2 separate regions of the Sus scrofa genome follow, and region 2 is linked to region 1. Evidence: chromatin contacts called from public promoter capture Hi-C data. All regions are on one chromosome and are shown on one strand. Each heading gives the region's core, a stretch centred on a gene start, on an enhancer-like site or on the middle of the called end of the contact. The rest is flanking DNA. Distances are from core to core; before and after follow the strand shown. Region 1 holds the start of SERHL2 (serine hydrolase-like protein 2). Region 2 holds the start of SNU13 (small nuclear ribonucleoprotein 13).

Region 1 (4,964 bases), core at 1,230-3,729:
AAAGCTAGTAGCCATAGCTTTTCTGTGAAAGAAAACTTCCCCTCACTCCGTTTGAGTATCCTCTATGGGTCGAGACCCTCAGCAAATGCTTAGAGGTTATTGAGTTGGGGGCGGGGGTGTCAAAAAGATGAGTAGCCAAGATTAGACAAGAACCCCCAAATGATAATACATGGAGAATTAAAATAAATTCTACAGTGGAAAATCTACTTAGGATGCTAATGGAAAGTCAATGGGATCAGCAAGAGGTTTGGGGAGTAGTTACTCATGAAATCATCAGTGAATGTTGGAGAGTTTTTTGTTTTTTTGTGGGGATTTTTTTTTTTTTTTTTTTTGGTCTTTTTAGGGCTGCACCTCTGGCATATGGAGGTTCTCAGCCTAGGGGTCCAATCGGAGCTGTAGCTGCCAGCCTACACCACAGCCACAATTCAGGATCTGAGCCATGTCTGCAACCCGCACCACAGCTCACGGCAATGCCAGATCCTTAACCCACTGAGCAAGGCCAGGGATCCAACCTGCGTCCTCATGGATGCCAGTCAGATTCGTTAACCACTGAGCCACGACGGGAATGCCTTTAATTCATTTTTATTTCTTATTAAAGTATAGTTGATTTCCAATGTTGTGCCAATTTCCCAGAATTCTTTAAATAAAACGAACTTCAGATTATTATATTATTTCTTTATATGCTACATTAATTATTTTTGAAAAAGTAATTCCCATTTCATATTTGTTTTCTTGAAAATAACTTGGATTTATAAAACCTTCTCCTCACTGCTCTCAAATGCCCATCAAGAGGGACAATCCGCTGTGAAAAGGACAGAGCAGCTCTGTACTGCTACTATGGAAAGTGACAAAGACTGTCCTTGACCAAACTAGGCAGTCTCATCGGAGTCCTCTTCTTCACTGGACCTCAACCTTGGCCTACAGGAATTTCAGCTTTGGAGTTCCTGTTGTGGTGCAGTGGGTTATGAAGCCAACTAGTATTCATGAGGATACGAGTTTGATCCTTAGCCTTGCTCAGTGGGTTAAAGACCCAGTGTTGGAGTTCCCGTTGTGGTTCAGTGGTCAACGAATCTGACTAGGAGCCATGAGGTTGCCAGTTTGATCCCTGGCCTTGCTCAGTGGGTTAAGGATCCGGCGTTGCCATGAGCTGTGGTGTGGGTTGCAGATGTGGCTCAGATCCCGCGTTGCTGTGGCTCTGGTGTAGGCTGGCAGCTACAGCTCCCATTCGACCCCTAGCCTGGGAACCTCCATATGCTGTGGGAGCAGCCCAAGAAATGGCAAAAAGACAAAAAAAAAAAAAAAAAAAAATCAGTGTTGCCGTGAGCTGTGGTGTAGGTCACAGACGTGGCTCAGTTCTGGCCTTGCTGTGTCTGTGACATAGGCCAGCAGCTACAGCTCTGGGTTGGACCCCAGCCCAGGAATTTCCATATGCTGTAGGTGTGGCCAAATGAACCTATCTACAGAACAGAAACAAACACATGGACATAGAGAACAGCCTTGTGGTTGCCAAAGGGGAGGGAGTGGGATGACTGGGAGTTTGGGGTACTGGGAGTAGTAGATGCAAACCCCGAATTTGAATGGATAAGCAATGAATTGAATGAATATCCAATCAGCTGTGGTGGAGCGTGATAGAAGATAATATGGGGAAAAGAATGTATATATATATATACACATATAACTGGGTCACTTTGCTGAACAGCAGAAATTGACAGAACATTATAAATCAACTATAATGTTAAAAAATTAAAAAAGAAACAATTTGTGGAGTTCCCATTGTGGCTCAGCAGTAACGAACCCAACAAGTATCCATGCGGATGCAGGCTCAATCCCTGGCCTTGCTCAGTGGGTTAAGGATCTGGCGTGGCTGCGAGCTGTGGTGTAGGTCGCAAATGCAGCTTGGATCCCGATGTTGCTGTGGCTGTGGGCTAGGCCAGCAGCTTGCAGCTCTGATTTGACCCTTAGCCTGGGAACTTCCATATGCCGCAAATGTGGCCCTAAAAAAGCAAAAGAAAACTAAAAATCAAAATAACAAACACCAATTTGTAAAAATAAAACCACTCTTCTGTTTGTCACACATGTCTAAAGCCCCATCCAAAGTGTCAAATCTAACTTGTCAGTGATTGTCCAACCCAAAGCTCTTTAATACCTTGTAGGCAGCTCCTTGTAAGAGGATCCCTGCCTTAAAATCTTTGACCCCAAAGTGGTCCTGGAACCGAAAAAGGTTCAGAGAACGCCACCGGAGTGTTGGTGTATTCCTCTCCATTGCCTCACACAGAGGTCTGGGGAAAGGCCCTTTTTCCTTTTTCTTTTTAAAAAAGAATCAGTTGCAGCCTAAGTGCGAAGGGATGGCAGGCTTGGGAGGAAGCCCCTACATCCTAGCGCCGCCTGCCGGGGTCCCTGCATCCGCCCCGGGGAGGACCGCGCGCGGGGCTGCGGTAAGGCGGGGGGCCGGCAGGGGGCGCTCCAACCCCGCTCGAGAGGGGCCGCAGGGCTTCCTGGGAGCCGACCGGCGTCCGAGGTTCCCGCCGCCCAAGGTCCACGCGGCACTGAGTGTTTGGGATCCTGCCACGGCCCGGGCCGTCGCGCGCAGCGGGAATTCGGGGTCTGCGGAAGGGCTCTTCCTCTAATTCTACGCTCCAAGGATAAAAGCCTCCAACAGACACCACCCTGCCTTCCCTTGGTGCCGCCGCCCTAGTGCCCTCGATTCGGTAAGGTTTCTTTCGCCAAAAAAAGAGTCGCACAGTCGCAGCCAGGATAGAGGAGGGCTTCTAGAAAGAGGGAGAACGGGACTTGGGGGCGGGGGGGCGCGGTGGAGACGAGTTTCTCCCTCTTCTTGGCCGCCCTGGCCGCAGAGCGGCTCTGGACCCACCCGCAGCCCCCGGGACGTGGCGCGGCCCCCGCGCGCCTCCGCTCCGCTCCCCACGGTACCCGCGCGCGCCAAGAATCAGATTCGCTCCTGGAAACCCTCCCAAGGGCGGGAGGCGGCAGATGCTGGGTGTCGAGAGAATCGAATTGAACCTCAGTCAGTGGAAAGCATTTCCCCATCTGCCTGTCCTGGGTTGCAGGATTGGTTCAAATACTCTGTTTCCTCAGTTGCAACAAGAGGGGTTCGGAACCTCTCAGGGGTTCTGGACCATCTGAGGGCCTCTGAGTGTCTACGACGCCTTCAGCCTGGAGTCTTCCCCAAAGTCTACATAGGGACTGAGCTGCTGAATCCCCAGAGGAGGAAATTCCCTGAAACCAGAAACAGGAACCAAGACGAAGCCCCATGGTGAAAATGCCACTGGTGGAAGATAATGCACCTGTGCGTGCCTGCCGCAGGGATCAGAGATGGGAGCCGGTCCAGGGCACTTTGACAGCGAGATGGGTCAGAGAAGGAGCCCCGCACCTCGTGGCCCCTCAATCCACATTGAATGAGAGAAGGGGGCTGGGCTGGGTGCAGCACTTCACATGCCCACCCTAGGGCTGGGGGGCGGGAGAGATTTGTAAAAAGGACCAGGTGCCAAGGCCAAACTTTACCTCCCTCTCCAGGTGGCCCTGGGGGTCTCAGCTGCTATGCTGGAGGCCAAAATGCTTACCACCCTGACCTGCAAACTATGTTTCATTTAGGAAAGGTTAATTTAAGGAGGCCCCTCGCTAGGGCCAGCAAGGAAGCTGAGGTGCTTCTTGGGAAGAACCTCTGCCTCATCACAGCAATCATCAGTTGTTTTACCACCAGTGCCTTTGCACTGTAAGCCTCGTGTCTTGGGTTAGGTGCCCTGGGAAGCAGAGCTGCACTCTCTTATTCATGCATACAGAACACTCATCGCTCAGCCTCTCAGGAAGCAGCCTTTTAGCAAATCAGAGCAGCTGCGCAGGGCAGAAGTTGAACCTGGATTCAGCTGGGAACCTTACACGATTCCATGGGAAGCTCAGGAGCTGGGATGGTTGTCACCAGCCCTTTGTACATTGGCGAGGGCATTGACTGGGGTATAAGGACCGGTCCGTGGTGATGGAATGCCCTGGGGAGGCCATGTCCTCGGACGTGGCAGGTCCCTTCCATGAGGGGCGAGTCTCAGGGAAGAACTCAACTGTCACAGCTGACATTCGCCGCGGGCTGGAGGAATGACGGCTCGGCCCTTGCAGGATCCAGGGTGGTGCATCATAGCACACCCTCCACTCCTTGACCATAGCCTGTTTCTTTCTCTTCTGCTCTCTGCACATCTGAATTTTTCCCCCTGCTACTTAAGTTGCAGGGGTAGTTGACAGTCATACTGTGGCTCCCCCCCCTTTTTTTTTCCCCAAATGTGTCCCATTCTGAAGACAAGCCCAGAGTAAGGCTGGAATATCAAACCCTGATTCCAAATTGCTGGGGCAGAGGCCTTGGCCCAACTTGGGTCAGGTTGCCCCACCCCAGAAATTGGTTATGGTCTAGGGGCAGCGTCCAAGACAGGAATAGGGCTCCCTCAGACCCACCTTGGTGACTTTGTGGATGGGAGGGAGACAGCTCCCCAAAAGAGAGTTATTGCGAGTTAGGCACACATCCAAAGGTAACTGCTGCAAGGAGTAGGAGCTTTTAGACTGAAGCAATTAACATATGCCAAGGCATGGGAGAGTGAAAAATATGACATTTCAGATAATTCATGCATTTATTCATTGAACAAACATTTACTGAGCACCTGCTATGTACCAGATGCAACTTCAGGCTAGAAATACAACTGCGAAGAAACTGGGAAACTGACAACAGAGACATTAAGCAGCCCGCTCCTAGCACTTCCCAGCAGTGCTGAATGTGGAACTACCACAATAATTCCCGGAGAAAATGTTTTGGTGAGATGTTGAGTAAATAAAGTAGCATAGGTCGAGTTGACCCTTATCACAGGCTCTGAGCAAAAAAGAAAAAAAGAAAAGAATGCAAAACCCACATCTTCCATCACATGGTGGGAGCTGAAGAATTCTAGTCTGTGTTGCTCTGGTTGCTTAAT
Region 2 (4,624 bases), core at 942-3,441, 650 kb before region 1:
GAACCGGCAACCTCATAGTTCCTAGTCGGATTCGTTAACCACTGTGCCACGACGGGAACTCCCTGCCACCTTCTTAAACACAGGCTGTACCTGTGGCATGTGAAAGTTCTCTGGCTAGGGATCAAACCCGAGCCACAGCAGGGACCTGAGCTGCTGCAGTGACAACACCAATCCTCACCCAGCTGTGCCACAAGGGAAATCCAGCAAAACTTTAACTCCAGCCACTCCTCATAAATGTACTTTTATAAATGTCGGGTATGTTTACTGCTGTTTTCTAATACCCCATATCTGGAAATTAGCATTCTCAACTCTCTATAAACATCAAACACACAAGAAAGGGAGAGAGGCTTCTGGACCCCCAACAATGATCAAAGAGAAGCCAGTCAACAACAATAAAAAGTTTGCTCAACTATAAAGCCAAACTATCCAGCTTATAAATAGCAACTGAAATTTGCTTACTGTGTATTCATTCACCTTTCAACCTTTTTTTTTTTTTTTTTTTGCTTTTTAGGGCCAAACACCATGGCATATGGAAGTTCCCAGGCTAGGGTTCCAGTCGGAGCTACAGCTGCTGGCATACACCATAGCCACAGCAACGCCAGCTCTGAGCCAGGTCTGCAACCTACACCACAATTCATGGCAACACCAGATCCTTAACCCACTGAGCAAGGCCAGGGATGAAACCGCATCCTCATGGATACTAGTCAGATTCGCTTCTGCTGTGCCACAATGGGAACTCCCTCACCTTTTAACTTTCTCAAATTTTAATTAAATGAGTGAATGAATAAAATCCTACTGCAGCTTTAATCCCTAACTTGATAGCTTTTATCTTCCTGTACACCAGACAGCCAAAATTTGCAAGGTTTTGGAGTCTGCTTGGGGCACAGTGGGTTAAGGATCTGGCTTGGGCTGTAGTGCAGGTTCAATTCCTAGCCCAGGAACTTCTGCATGCCAAAAAATAGTGCAGCCAAAAAATAAAAAAATATGAAATCTGAAAGGTTTTGATTTAGCAACAAATAGCAAGTGCTCATTCTCTCCATACCAAGCATTAGGACTAGGTGTGTAACATGCATTACATCACATAATTTAATCCCCTTACATTGTTATCCCATTTTACAGTTGAAGTAAATTATTCTTAACTTCGACCCGAGGTCACTCAATTCCAAAACTTTACAAAACTGTCCACGGAACGGCGGAAGATGAGTAGTGGTTCAGAAGCTTCAAGTTCTAGGCTCAGACACTTAGCTTCAAAATGGGGATGAGGTGGGTGGGGGGAAGCCTTTTGGGAAGATACCTGCTGGGATCCAAGATCCGTTGAAAGGATTAAACCTCATTATAGAAGTGAAAGTGCTTTACCAACTCTTCTCTCCTTACTAAGTGCCAACCCAAACTAGCTACCAGGCCACACAATCCGATTAAAAAGTTGAACAACGAGAGTTCTGGGGAAACCGCACGTGGTGCTACTAGGACTTCTGATTCTGAGGCTAGCGCCTCGCAGGAGTCTTTCCTGCATTCCAGTCTGGGTTCAGGGTCATTCCGCATTTCCCACAGCCTCCAAACACCAAAAGGTCCTTTAATCTGTGGCACATGTAACTCGCGGCGGGTACCAGGCATGGACGCCTGGAGACCTCCTTCTCCTGAACATCATCAGTAGGGAAGTGGGGTAGGGGAGGATGATCCAAATCCAGCGTTCCACTAGCGACCCCCACAAAAGGAAAATAAAGCACATGGAGCCAAGTTTTCTCACCTAACTTTCTACTCTTTCCCACGTGGGTTGCTCTTGGTCTTTCTCCCAGGTCGGGTTCTGCCCCTGAGCTCACCGCACGCCTCTGGCCGGGAGCACAGACTGCTACAAAGCACCCCTTTCACAGCAGTTGGGAACCTGAGGCTTCCAGAGTTCTAACCTCGGACCAGAAGAAAAGGCAGAGCTTGGGACTGCGCGGCCGCCGGAGCTCTAAGCCGGGGCGGGTTGGGCGAGACCGCGCACGTTCTCAGCCCCGGACAACTAGTGAAAGAACCGAACCCGAGTCTCCCACTTCCCGGCCCTTAGGCCAAGCGCACGCTCTTACCATGGCTGCGGTGCCGATGTGTCCGTCACTCCTCTAGGAGCACAGGAGACGTCAGAGCGCGAACGTTCACCACCGCGGAAAATTGTAGAGGAGTGGAAATGGCCTCGCGCGCGGCAGGAAGCGGAAGTGACGTCACCAAGAGGCGGGGTCACGCTCCTTAAGGGGCCCCGGCGGGGAAAGAGTTGAGTTCTGGCCGAGGGATCACATTTTGCTTTTAAAAAATCATGTTCTAAAAAAGAAAAAGTTGTCATTCTACTATACATACTTGGCAGAAACAGTGAATTGAACATTTCTAAAAAAAATCAAAGAGTTTCAATGGAGTCGTCGTTCCATTGCTAGTTTATTTTTGAGCACATTCTTTTGTTTTTTGTTTTTTGTTTTTTTTTGCTTTTTAGGGCCGCACCCGCGGCATATGGAGGTTCCGGGGCTAGGGGTCCAATGGGAGCTATAGCTGCTGGACTACGCCACAGTCATAGCCACATCAGACCCGAGCCGCGTCTGTGACCTACACCACAGCTCAAGGCAACGTGGGGATCCTTAACCAACTGAGCGAGGCCAGGGACTGAACTGGCAACCTCGGATTCCTTTCCACTGTGCCACTACGGGAATTCCTCTTGTGCTTTTAAAATCATATTTTTGACCCTATACCGGTAAAGGAAATTTATGGAGATAATGATGGATAATCCTAAATGTTTTTCTTTTTATCTTTCTTTCTTTTTGGCCGCACTGCAGCACGTACAAGTTCCTGGGCCGGGGATGGAACATGTACCACAGCAGTGGCCTGAGCCTTTGCAGTGTTAATGCTGCCTCTTAGCCTGCTGAGCCACAAGGGAACTCCCCTAAATGTTTTTCTTCATATTCAGATGTCCTTGTTGAAATTTCTGGTTGGGGACTTCCTTGATGGCTCAGCGAGTTAATTAGGATCTGGCATTGTCCCTGCTGCGGCTTGGTTCAATGCTGTGGCACAGGTTCCATCTCTGGCCCAGGAATTCCCACATGCCCTGGGTGCAGCCAAAAAAAAAAAAAGAGTTCCCCTTGTGGGTCAGTGGTAATGAACCCGAATAATATCCATGAGGACTCGGGTTTGATCCCTGGCCTTGCTCAGTGGATTAAGGATCTGGCAGTGTGGTGAGCTGTGGTGCAGGTCGCATAAGCATCTTGGATCTGGCATGGCTGTGGCCAAGGCCCACAGCTCCAACTCTGATTCAACCCCTAGCCTGGAAACTTCCACATGCCGCAGATGAAGAGTGGAGTCCATCAGAAATGGAGTCTATTGAGTAGGGAATTCAGGAAGAAAAGCAGATTTGAGGATGGGCTTGCATTTCTGTCGGGTTGAATTTGATAATGTCTCGGACGCCCATTTTCTTCTGGCCTAGCACGCTGCTCTTTTCGTTATGCTGCTCCAGATCTCCATGTTTTAAAGGCTAGGCTCATGCCTCACCACCTCCAAGAGGTCCTTCCCCATACTTATGGCCCTTACTCCTCTCTCTTCACCTGATGCCAGGCATATCTTGGGACCATTTGGATCCAGCCAAAACTAGAGCATTATAATGGACCAGTTCCAGCTTATTCCTTTGGAAACCTAGAGGTAGGGACCTGTCAGGACCCTTAGGAATCTTGCAGATCAACCCCTTCATTTTACAGATACTAAGGCTCAGAGAGGGGAAACTGCTTGTCCACAGTCACAGGATGAAGAAGGGGCAGAGCCAGAACTGAACCCTGGAATTGTTGGCTATTGGGTTGGGTTACTTCCACCACATCTGGTTGCTCTGCTTGAAAACCCACCAGGATAGGTTTAAATCAGCTCCAGGGAGTTCCCATAGTGGCGCAGCGGAAACGAATCTAATTAGGAACCATGAGGTTGCAGGTTCGATCCCTGGCCTCGCTCAGAGGATTAAGGATCTGGCATTGCCGTGAGCTGTGGTATAGGTTGCAGATGCGGCTAGGAGCTGACATTACTGTGGCTGTGGTGTAGGCCAGCAGCTGTAGCTCCGATTTGACCCCTAGCCTGGGGACCTTCATGTGCCATGGGTGTGGCCCTAAAAAGACAAAAGACACACAAAAAATAAAAAATAAAAAAATCAGCTCCAGGACTGAACATTTATTACACAAAAAAATCTCCCCTGCACACTTTATCCATGCAAATCTATGACTTGTCAAAGAATTAAATTTGTCTTCAATTAAGAGATTCTCACTGACAGCTCCTGTTTAAGAGCAGAACCTGGGATTCAGACCCTGTCCCTGTTCCTCAGCTTGCTTGGATCCATTTACGTGTTAATTGGACCTATCGCTGTTGGAGAATGAACCTTATTCCAATTTACAGTCATAGATGTGTTGTCATCATATGATTTTTTGATTTTTTTTTTTTTTGGCTTTTTAGGGCTACACCTATGGCATATGGAAGTTTCCAGGCTAGGGGTCCAATCAGTGCTACAGCTGCCGGCCTACACCACAGCCACAGCCACATGGGATCTGAGGCTCGTCTGCAACCTACACCACAGCTCACAGCAAGGCCGGATCCTTAACCCACTGTTTGAGGCCAGGGATCAAATCCA

The links. Promoter capture Hi-C pulls out the DNA fragments that hold promoters and counts their contacts.
Region 2: a contact with region 1 is called in a promoter capture Hi-C map of liver, with 5 times the contacts expected there. The contact joins the promoter of SNU13 here to the promoter of SERHL2 in region 1. A contact is called at or near these places in 1 of 5 promoter capture datasets (liver) and 1 of 2 datasets of contacts at active chromatin or transcription factors (skeletal muscle).

Annotation. Positions count from the first base shown.
Region 1 is chr5:6,237,326-6,242,289 of Sscrofa11.1, reverse strand. SERHL2 (serine hydrolase-like protein 2) reads left to right here and starts at 2,479. Exons shown (of 12, transcript XM_021091434.1): 1 at 2,479-2,708.
Region 2 is chr5:6,888,581-6,893,204 of Sscrofa11.1, reverse strand. It overlaps SNU13 (small nuclear ribonucleoprotein 13), which reads right to left and starts at 2,191. Exons shown (of 3, transcript NM_001190226.1): 1 at 2,070-2,191. The coding sequence starts at 2,072.